Regions from separate parts of the Gossypium hirsutum genome. Here region 2 is linked to region 1. A link is a contact called in public Hi-C data. All regions are on one chromosome and are shown on one strand. Each heading gives the region's core, a stretch centred on a gene start, on an enhancer-like site or on the middle of the called end of the contact. The rest is flanking DNA. Distances are from core to core; before and after follow the strand shown. Region 1 holds the start of LOC107956842. Region 2 holds the start of LOC107955263 (RING-H2 finger protein ATL67).

Evidence for each region. A called contact is a pair of places that touch in the nucleus more often than the background predicts.
Region 2: a contact with region 1 is called in a Hi-C map of seedling, with 2.6 times the contacts expected there. The contact joins the promoter of LOC107955263 here to the enhancer-like site in region 1. A contact is called at or near these places in 2 of 34 Hi-C or Micro-C datasets (leaf and seedling).

What each region holds. Positions count from the first base shown.
Region 1 is chrA07:31,496,619-31,502,274 of Gossypium_hirsutum_v2.1, reverse strand. It overlaps LOC107956842, which reads left to right and starts at 5,616. Exons shown (of 1, transcript XM_016892342.2): 1 at 5,616-5,656. LOC107955260 (protein CURVATURE THYLAKOID 1A, chloroplastic) reads right to left here and starts at 5,544. Exons shown (of 5, transcript XM_016891002.2): 1 at 4,102-5,544; 2 at 3,731-3,819; 3 at 3,537-3,644; 4 at 3,341-3,412; 5 at 2,834-3,125. The coding sequence starts at 4,255. The coding sequence ends at 3,060. Within about 2 kb of position 1,329, at least 2 of the 9 cell types and tissues checked have an H3K27ac peak or open chromatin away from gene starts, as enhancers often do.
Region 2 is chrA07:31,718,654-31,725,033 of Gossypium_hirsutum_v2.1, reverse strand. It overlaps LOC107955263 (RING-H2 finger protein ATL67), which reads right to left and starts at 3,301. Exons shown (of 1, transcript XM_016891006.2): 1 at 2,349-3,301. The coding sequence starts at 3,183. The coding sequence ends at 2,641.

The sequences.
Region 1 (5,656 bases), core at 80-2,579:
ATCCACTCACAACCCTTGCCGTAAACCACGAGAGGTAAGACTTTAAAGATAAATTACTTCACAGTTAGTGATTGAAATTTTAATTGTATCTTAAAATTAGGGAAATATTTTCTATTTCTTTCATAAATTTTTCAATAAAATAAAACGATTTTTTTCTAAAAAAGATATATATTACATTCTTTGGTAATATTAAAATCTTAATGTACATTTCTTTTTTTATCGATACATTGACAATGTTCAGTAATATAATAAAATGATAATCATACTTAAAATTTAATTTATAAACTCATTATAATATATTGTCAAAAATAATAATTTTTTGATATAACAATCCTTGCATATGTTGAAGAGGAAGAACAAAAATAAGTTTGTTATTCATTGTAACACCTTATTAATTAAATATCTAATTTTGCAATTGTTTTAATTTTTACTTAAATTTATATGCTTAATATACTATGTACTACAAAAATATCACATCAACTAATTTTCGGAAAAAAATCACAATAATCTTCTTATTACAATTATTTAATTAGTATATAACCAAATTTTAAATAAATTTAAATATGTGGATTTCACCGTAAAAAAAATCACTGGTTAATTTATATGGTTTTTTCAAACTTAAATCATATTGATCTTATTAACAACACAATTAAAAAACAATTTTTTATTAACAGTCACTCAATCTATCAAAATATTTATCTTATTAACAATACAATCAAAATCGTATTTATCTTGGCAAAATATATTTTTTAAATTCCTTTAGTTCTTTTTTAATAATATTTTGTACCTTTTTAGATGATATATATATATTTAAATTTGCATGTAATCTAAATTTAGGGATTAAATTTAGAACAACAATCAAGTTCTAATGTGGACAAAAATGTGTTGAGACAAAGTTTGAAAAAATACAAAGTTTATGGAATAAATATGATTTTAACCCAAAATAAATCTAAAATATTGATGATGTTCCATAGGCGGAATGCAGAATTTGTAATTTCAGTTTCTTTCCAAAAAAAGAAAAAAAGAAAAAAGTGTAATGTTTGGAATAAGTTGCAACGTTTCAGCAACTCTGATAAAGAAAATCTCACCTGGAGATCCTCATGATCTTTAAAATTTATTAGTCCTGATTATACTTTATCAGATACATAAACACTAGAGCTGGATCAAAGTACCTATAAAAGGGCTGGGGTTGAGGAACCTAATGTGTATGGATAATTAAATTGGGTTGATGTAGCGTCCAAAGGAGCTCCCAACACTTCAACACTGAAAGGAGGTGATGGCACAATTCCTACGGCTGCTAGCTCATGGATATCCCTAGCTGCGCCACCCTGCGTCAATTACTGCGTGGGCTAGGGTTTGCATGACCTGGAAGACGTGATTTGCCTTCTTTTTCGGTATTGAGGTGAAGGGAGCTCCTTTTGCTCCTTCTAAGTTTATCACCTTTTTTCTATTAATTTTCTCTCCGTCATTAAGTATTACTGGAACTTGGTTAATATAAGACTGGTTCATGTGAATCATGTGAAACAGGAAGGAAAGCTTAAATTTGTTCCTCAAGAGGCTTCAAATGCAAGGATGTGCATTGACAACTCTTCCTTCTCACTTTTGTCCTCAAAAGCTTGCTGTCCTTGATCATTATATATGTATATATATATATACACACATTGTCTGCTTTCTTCTTTAATTCATTTATGCCGGTTTCTTCTGCTTGTAACTAGCTAGTTTTTGGCAATTTATAAGCTGGGTACTTTTTTATATGCAATATTTGTTTGTTTCAGGTTGCTGAAAACTTGATGGTCATGAATCTGCGTGGTTGTCCTTATTTGGCTTAACGGTTGGGACTTTAATTTGCTTACACCACTTGGATATACAGGCTGTTCAAACCTTGTTGAATTTTTCAGTGATGTCTCGCGATGAAAAATCTGGACAATGAACAGACTCCGAATGCTATTATTCGAGCTATTTGGAACTGGGAAACCAGGTAGCCCACAGCTTGGCTAACTTTGGGACAAATCTTCGTGCCGCTCCACCTGATTCTATTTGAAGGGTCTTAAAAGATGATTGTAATGGCTTAACATATTCTAGATTGATGATTGTAACTTCTTTTTTCTTCTCTCTCTTCGATTAAAAAGAAATCAATTTTTTTTCTACTAAAGATTAAGGAGAAATTTTGATACACTACTAAACTATCCATACTTGTTAAAAAACTATCCCACAACGGCTAGATTCATCTCTGTTCCACCCCTCCCCCCCCCCCCCGCCGGAGACAAAATCTAGCCTTGTGGAATTCCTTCACTATATATATCCCCATTAATGTTTCTATTTTTCTATTATCCAACAAAAGTTTAATCACCATTTGCATGCTTGACTTTGATAATTCACAAATGGGATCTACACAGGTATTAAATTATCGAGTAAGGTTTGCTTTTTATGATGATAATTTTTAGATTTTGTCATTCATGTATTCTTATCATGTTGAAAGACCTCGTTTTACTGCTTTGGTGGGGGATGAAGGAAAAGGGTTGTGTTAGTTTTGCAGTTGACTTTTGCAAAAAGCTCAAAGCTCAAAGCTAACAAAGGAGTTCGTTAGCAAATGTAAAGGCAAGCTACACATTCGGTGGGGACAAGGGATTAAGCATTTAATTACATGAATTCTTTTGCAAAACCTTTGAGTCTTTCATGGTCGAAGACTGTCTTTAATGGGGATAAGAACCAAAAGTTTTATACAGTTTGTGATATTAGATTTGAACGCATTTTGCTGAATGATTAGGCTGCCCTCCATTGGGAAAGGAAATGAATCAGAGTCATTTCAATGGAAGAAACAAGCTATACTTCATACAGATTAAAAATGCATTTATAGATAGAGGGATGGAAATTATACCCCCATGAACATACACATAAAAATGGACTAGTATCACTCTAAGAACAGGGCAAACAAAAAGTTCGGCATGGATTACATATACAAGGCAATCCTACAATTACATGATATGATACACATGTCTGTTTTACAGGGTACAAAGGGACCAAAAATAAAATGAAGGCATGCCAATCTTTGTGTGCATCTATTCAGTTTCAGCAATCTTCTTCTTCAGTGACTCAATATCCGTAGCTAGTTCCTTCCTGCTTGACTGAGGAAATAAGCTTTGTTGTTAACACATGGTTCTTGATTAGCGCGGAATGCGTACATATGATTTATTTACCCTAACTAGTCTTAAAAACATTAATAATTTGTAAGTGAAGCCATTGTTTTTAAGTTAAATACCATCTATAACATAAGCACTGAAAGAGGACAACATTAGGCAGTACTAAGATTGATGGGGCTACACAGTTTAATAAACCCTACCTTGAAAAGAAGGTATCTGTAGACAAACCATCCTGTATATCCAAGTCCAACCAACTCCATTATCTTTGGAAGCTGGTAAAACACAGAAAATCATTTCGTTTTGGATCAGTGATTTAATCGAAAGGGAAGATGTGTTGTTAGCCAATCTAATTACGAATACAGATAGCAGAAAGTGTAGTGTTGAGAGTTGAATTACCAAGGGGACGGAGTTGATAGCACCAACAAAAATAGATGATAACCAAACAGCAACGATTGCCCCACCACCATAAAGAATAACTGTCGACTTGCTCTCAACTTTATCCCACTAGTAAAAACAAGGGAAGGAAACCATGTCAGTTGCAGACAACTCCATCATCTACAAGACATAATAGTATAAGACAATGTCCTCACCTTTTCCTTCAAGTCAGTGAAAAACTCCCCAGCATCGACAGCGGTCTCCTCTGAGGCTTTTGTCAGCAGCTGAGAAAACCTCCGGGATTCTGTTTTAGATGCCAAAAAATGGACATAGATTAAATCATCCTAACCCATAATTAAGAACCTGCATATGCAGTGGCGAATCCGGATGGCAGGGCCGGACCCATGATAATATAAATTATTTAATCGATAAAATTATATTTTTACTATCATAAAAAATACAATTTAATTTCAATACATTCAAAATTTAAGTTAATAAATAAGAAAATAAATCTTGGAACTAGTGATTACATTTCGCAGGTGATGTTGGAAGTGAGTGTTAAAAAGGCCATGTATAAGAGCTGTACCTGGACTTAGCTTAACGGAAGAGGAAAAAGAAGAGCTGGAAACGCGAGGAGGGAGAGACGGCAAGGCGGAGCAGTGGGTGATCCTAACGGCAGTGTGGACACGTGGAACCAAAATGGCGGTGGCCGCCATGGAGGATGCTGCGGCGGTCACCATATATCAAATAAAATCAAGCTACTTTGGGTGGGTCGGAGCCGGATTTATGGCCGCTCGAATGCTACAACAAAATCCTATCCTTACAGTGGGTGCATGGCTCTCTTTGTAATTGGTTTTGATGCTGGGCTTGGAAGCGTGATTTGGGGACACGTGGATAAGGTTGGGATTCTGATTGGTCTATTCCCTATCTGCAATCCACATGTTTCGCTATCTCACATGGCGTTTTGGATGCCATGGGCAGTTCCACATGGCATGTTGTCTTGTCTTGTAATGTTTTGGTTCGTGTTCTTTTTTATTTTTTTGGTAAACTACTTGGATGGTAACCAAACCTTTGCATAGGTTATATGTTTATCACCTAACTTCAAAAACTTTCAATTTCATTACTAACGTTTTTAAAATTTAAAATTTTAGTCACCTACAATTAAATACTTAACAGAAAGCTGATATGATTTTTTTTTATTGACCCAATAACAAGTTTAGCTTTTCAACGTTTACACATTTTATTAATTTGATCTTAAATCTAAAAATTTAACAAATTTATCCCTCAATGTATACAAAATTTATCATTTAGATCTAATTCTAAAAAATTCAATAGATTTAACCTTGATCATTTATAAAATTTTTCAGTTTAGTTCTAATTCTAAAAGTTGAAAAGAAAGAAAAAATTTTGAAAAACTCTTTTTTGGATAAAAATAATTTAAAAATTTTAAAAAGCATAAATAAATTATAAATAAAAAAACCAAAACATCTTTATTAAAACTAAAAAATACAAAAAAAGGAAAAAGTATATCAAATGATTTAGAAAGAAATGAACACAAAATATATTGATAAATATTAGAGAGAGAAAAAGTTAAACATCTCCATGGAATATGAAATCGATAAAGTTATTTTATATAGTTTAGTGTAGCTCGTGCTTTCAATTTCTGGACTAGATTTTCAAAACTTTTGTCGTTTGACTAATGTTTAAAAGTTATTGATGACATGTTCAAGTTAAAAAAAATAATAATAAACCTTTCAAAAGGTTTTATATTTTGTTAAGTTGTACCAAGTGAGAAAAGTTTAATTTTCTTATAAATTGATTAAAAGGCAAAAGAGATGTGGATAAATCAAAGAAATTCTTAAAGTTGCTTCAAGATATGGGTATTATCTCTCCATTTCTTTGAAAAAAGTTATCGAATTTCGTAAATGACGAAAACAGAGAATCAAAATTGGATGGACGTTTTATTTTGGTTGGTGGTGGTGTTTAATATGGAAAGTGAGAAACATGTTGAGTTTTAGAGTTTGATGGGGATAATGTTGTTGCAAACAGAGTAACCATCTTGGAAGTCGTCAAAGAGCTTTTGAGCTAACTTGAACATATTTGATCTCTACCACAGTTGTAAGTAGTAGTAAGTTCATTTG
Region 2 (6,380 bases), core at 2,052-4,551, 220 kb before region 1:
GCTTCCATCGCTTTCTTGGAAAATGTTCGGTTTTCAATGCAGAATTGTGGGGTATTCTTGAAGGTCTTAAACTAATTCAACGTTTGGACTATGATCATGTTATCATTCACTCTGATAGCTTGAAAGTTGTTAAAAGGCATCCTAGGTAGTTATTCAACAGTCTCTAATTCAGCATTAATTAGGCGAATTCTTAATATTATAGCTCCAGAAGAACAATGGTTTCTGCAGTATATCCCGAGGGAACAAAATCAAGTTGCGGATTGTTTAGCGAAACAAGCTTTGACTGAGAAAGGAAGCATGCAAGTCTTCGACATCCCACCCGAGATGGCTCACGTTTTAATTGATAGGAATAAGCTTTCAAGCGGTTCTTTTGATTAAATGTTATTCTTGTAATTTTTAGGCTTTTTTTTTACCAAAATAAAAAACCTCATATGATTGCATATGGTCAAGAGTGTTTACTGCTTTAGGTGTGATCTGAATTCGAGTCACGCTAACCGTATTTGTTATTCGGGCTTTACACTATTATTGTAATTCAAAAAAATAAAAATAAAAACCCAAAGAACATAATTCATCATTTAATTCAAGTTTTTATTTTATTTTATTTTATATTCATGTCATCAATATGGTTGAATTAGCCTTTAAATGTTATCAAAACAAATACATAAACATGGAAATTGGAATTCTTGTATCTTTCTTTTGTTCTGCTAGACTTTTGGGGTTCTGATTCTAGCTGTTGATGAATCTGATTGGTGATAAAAGTTCTATAACAGTCCCTATACCATACCTTAAATTGCATATTGACTCCCTATTGAAAAATGTTGATATTAGAGGAAGGGGCAAAATTAGTATTATAACAGTATTATTTTTCAATAAGAAATTCTAAGATTTTAAAAAAATAGAAATGACAAAGATTTTTATTTTTATTTTAAAAAATAAAAAATATAATTTTTTTTCAAAGCTATAACTTTTAGCTTTTAAATTTGAAAATAATAATAATAATAATAATAATAATAATAATAATAAGCTTGACAAATTCTAAAAGTTTTTCAAATTTTCGACAAAAAATCTTTAAAATTCTATTTTTTTTAATTTCAAAAATTATGAAAAAGTTATTCAAATTTTAATAAATAATACGTAAAAATACATTACAAATTATAGAACTTTTTTTTCGAATTTTCAATAAGATCTCTAAAATTTTATAAAATTAAAAAATTATGAAAAATAATCAAACTTAAAAAATGGAAAAAAAAAAGTATTATTTTTTATAAAAATTAATGTCTTTATTAGAAATATGAAAAGAAGGTAAAGAGTCATTAATATTTTAATACTATTTTCATAATTAAGTTGATTTTAAAGGTTTTGTTATTTTTGTTTTGAATTTTAAAGAATTTTCAATTTTTTTTCAAAATTATTTGGAAATTTTTAAAATTTAATTTTTAAAAAAATTAAATTCTTTTTCATTTTTTAAATGTGTAAAAATTTTATTGAAAATTTGAAAGTGTTTACAATATTTTGATGAAGGATCTACTTACAACCTTGCGTACTTCTTTGTACCTTTAATATTTTAATGATCTAATTTTTAAATTTACCGATATAATTATACTTGTCAAGTACATAAAATTTTGAATCAATATGATATCTCTATCATATCGATCTAAAATTATATATAAATATTTATTAAATGGTTAGAATTTTTTTAAAATAAAAAAATAGTTAGAAATTTTTAATTTTTATTAAATTTGACACACATTATCTATATAAAAAGAATATAAAATTGACGATTGGATCGTTGAGTTTTACACTGATACAAGTAAAATTTTCCTTTAATAATTAATATTTTTATATTTTTTTAATTTTGAATTTTTTTTATAAATTTTACAATTATACTGTTTATTTATAATTTAAATAAATTTTAAATTATTTGTTAACCCAACTTACCTTATGAAAATTTGACTGCCAATTGACTCCAAATAAAAACAATAGATGCCAAATTGAATGAAGATTTAAAAGTCAGAAATTAAAATTTTTATACCTTATATATAAATAAATATTTAATTGCACAATTTCAACAAACGAAATATTTTGTTCTTTCATCTAATCTATAAAATAGTTGGGGCTTTTTTTTTTTTTTAGTCTTTCATTATGGAGACTAAAATGCAATTTGAGAGACAATGCCATTGTTTGGCGGAGAAGTGAAGTTGTTAACTTCTTGCATCCGAAATTCCGGATGCATTCCATCGAACATTGCGAAGCGTCAACATGGACTCAGTAACGGGTAACGGCAGGCAGGCACTACTTTCCAATCATCACCATTAACAAAATTGGCTCGGCACTTCACAACCCAATAGTAAAGTAAACTGCACTTCCTTCGTTGGCAGTTTTATGTACAGTATAAAAAACTAATAGGACCATAACATTTGAAAAGACTGAAACAAGATACCGTTCCCATGAAAAAAAATTTTAAGTTAGTGTTTACAAAATTTGGTACAAATTTCAAAAATAAGTGAGGAGAAATGAATTCCATGGCTTTCTAATTGATTTCATGCTCAGAACTGAGCCTCTTCTCCCCTAAACAATCAAAATCACAACCCATTGACCAACCTCCATCGAAACTGAGATTTATTTAAAAAACAAAAAAAGTCACCTCATCCTCCTCCGGTCCGCAGCGTGCTGAGACAAAGGCACGATTTCCGACAAAGGCGTAGAAAGCGGAGTTGGAAGCGGCGAGTTCCGACAAATGGGACAAGACCCATTAAGTTTCAACCAAGCATCCAGACAAGAAACATGGAAATAATGCCTACACTCAGGCATCATCTTCAACATCTCCAAATCCCTATACTCGCATAAACAAATCGAACACGTCGTGTTAACGTTAGTAGAACCCACAGCAGCCGCCTCTTTAGTGAACTGGAACTTGGGGTATGAGTTTATAACGGCTTGATCGAGCCCAACGACGACGTTCTCATCGTCCTCATCTTCGGCAACGAAAACAACCCGGGGAAGGATGATTCCATCGGAGGCGGGGGTAGGGTTGGGAGAAAAAGAGGAAGAAGGACGGCAGCAGATGTAGGAAGCGAGGAGGACGATGGAGAGGAGGACAAGGAAACCAAGGGCAATGGCGATGGAGTAGCCGAGGCCTAAGTTGGTGAAATAGAGAGGGGAAGAATGGGAATGGGTGGACATTTGAGGAGAGGAATAAGAGAATCCATTTGATTAAGGAAAGAGAAAGAAAAAGAAACCGGAAAAGAAGGTGGGGGAGATTTAATGCTCCAGCTACAGCATTTATTTACTCACTTTCCAACATTTATTTCTGCGTTCTAAATCACACAGAGGGTTCAAATAAGTTCAATTTTAAATTACCAACTAACGTATATTAGCCATTTTCTTTAATCATTTTGAAGTTTTACTCGTTATAATAATAGAAGATTCGATTTTTTATATTTTATTTTAAATTTTTATAACAACAATTTTTATAGTTATGAATTACGTTATTTATTAAATTAATTTTTTATATGGTTTAAATTTTTAAGTAAAATTATAGTAAATGGTAAATTTACGTTTTCATATTTTCAAGTTAGGTAAATAGTATATGTAGATTCAGCATCCTACAAGAATCTCATACTCAATGTCAGTGATGTTCTCTTCTGTGTTTTTGGCATGTACCTAGGGGGTATTAGTTGATTAAGATCTTTTGATTATAGATAGTTGTATAGGATGTTTTGTAGGAGTATCTTGTGAATATGTTATTGGTGTTTTTGTATATATATGTTTTGAAGTTTGTATTTGGTTTGGTGAACCTTAACACTTCAGTAAGTTATGTCATTTTGGTACTTTAAAATGCTTGCAAATAAGATACTCTTGGTATGTTGATGATAGTTTGGAAATGGTCATTTATGGCATAGTTGGCACATAATTGAACATATTGGTATGTTTTGATAGTTGAAGTTTTGGTACAATTGTGGTGCCTTTGAATGACATATTGGTTAGGTGATTTAGGTTGTTTGAAATGGCATGTTTAAGTTTGTTTGGATGATATTTGAACCCCTTGAAGGTGTGCCCAAATGGTATGAATGGCTAGGTAGGAATTGGTTTTGAAATGGCTTGATTTTAGGTAAATTTTGGGCTCACACGGCTAAGGACATGGGTTGTCACATGGTTGTGTGTCATCTAGGAGTTTCTTAGTGTTCAAGTCAGTGAGTTAAACGGCCTGACACATGGTTGTGTGGGGCATCTCAGTGAGTTGCACGGGTGAGGACACGGGTTGGGGCACGACCGTGTGTCCCTTGTTTGAAAGTTACATGGCTTGAGGTGTTGTACTCGGCCGTGTGACCCCTGTTTTTTAATTTTTACATCTTTTTCTTAAAGCTTCTTATTTATTTCAGATTAGTCTCGAAGTGTCTCAAAGTTATTTTTAGGGCCTCGAGGGCTTGATTTAGGGTCGGAATGCATGTGATTGAATGGATTATGATATGTTTAATTTACTTAAATATTGTGGTGTTAAATGTTTCTAATTGTTCGGTAATGCTACGTAACCCTAATCCGGTAGTGGAGACGGGTTAAGGGTGTTACACTCTCTCTTTCAATTTACTCCCAAACCTTCATTAATTTTTCAAACCTTAATGAATATCAGGTGTGACATGTAATTAATAAAAAGTTATATCTTTTGTTTATTGGTAAAGAGTTATATCACTTGATTTTTGACAAAAAAGTTATAACTATTCAAACAATATTATTTGAATAGTTATGTTTAATCAAGTGATATTAGATGAATAATTATGTCTCTTATATATGTGATTATTCAAAAAAGACACCTATTGTAATATTTCTTTATGAAGAGACATGAAAATTTATATAAATAGGAGTAAAATTTTATTTGAAAAATATACCAAAAATTCTAAAAAAATCTTCTATTATAAATAGATACCTATTTCTTTTTCTTTTTTTTGAATTATTGATCGTGTTTCTTTCATATTCTATTTGTGTGTTTGAGATTTTTCTCACCAAAATTTTATTCAAACATAAAAATCCGGCGAGATGTGGTTGTAGAGTAGTGGATGAATGTGGTTGATAGTGATGATTTTGTAAGTAGTAATAGAGAAGGATGGGTGTAAACTATGTAATTGAGATACTTGTTTTTTGTTTTAGAATCATAATAATAATAATAAGAGTTTCATTCAAATTGTTATTCTTTTAGTTTTAAATTAATGTTTTAGAAATTAGATTAGATACCTTTTTAATTTAATTTACTTTATATATAGAAACATATTTTGACAAACTTAAAATATCTTTTTAAACTGTTTTGAATAAATAGACTAGTTTCTTAGATTGAGATTTTGAGATAAAGTGTAAAAATGGAATAATTATTAAAATAAATTTTTAATTATAGAAATAAAAAAGAATAAATATATAATTGGAATCGTTTGGTAAACAACACATTTGTGGAATAAATATCTTTTTAATGCACTTCACTAATAAGGGGGAAAACTATGACAATAAAAGACACGTGATGTCCAACTGGACCACATCATCTACTCTTTTATATTCTTCATAGTAATATGCAATCAAGTATATTTTAATATTTTAAATGTAATTTATTTATAATATTATTTTTTTTATTTATGTTTGAGTCGAAATTAAAAATCTTTCATTTTATTGAAAATTAACACATACAATAAATGTATGTTTGGTCTAATAAAATATTGTTTAAAATAATTTTGGTTGCTCATTTCTACTTTTCTTGATTCACCATGCTAAATTATCTTTTTTAATTATAATTATTGGATTAAGTCAATTTTTGTTAAATTTATTGGATTAGGTTGATTTTAGAGAGATAAAAGATAAAAAACCATTCCACTGGACGTGTTTTTAGTAGATATGACAAAAATATTCTTCCAATTGGATGTGCTTTTAGTTTTGGCCAGATGGTTAAATCTTAGTGCTTTTATTCTTGAGTCTCGACTTTAATTTCTCTCTTACTCATATTTATATTTTTTTTATTTCATGTCACTTCAAGCTTTTTAAATTTTTAATTAATTTTTTTTAACATATTAGTTCTTTTGTTAGATGATTAGATAGTTCCAATTACATCATTGAGTCTCGAGTTCGATTTCTCTCTTACTCATATTTGTATTTTTTTATTTCATGTTGCTTCAAGTTTTTTAAAATTTTAATTAATGTTCTTTTAACATATTAGTCCTTTCGTTAGATGGCTAGATAATTGTAATTACATCGTTGAGTCTCGAGTTTGATTCCTCTACTACTCACATTCGTATTTTTTATTTTATGTTGCTTCAAGCTTATAATTATTATTAATTAATATTTTTAACATATTAGCTCCTTTCGTTAGATGGTTAGATAATTGCGATTACATTCTTGAGTAT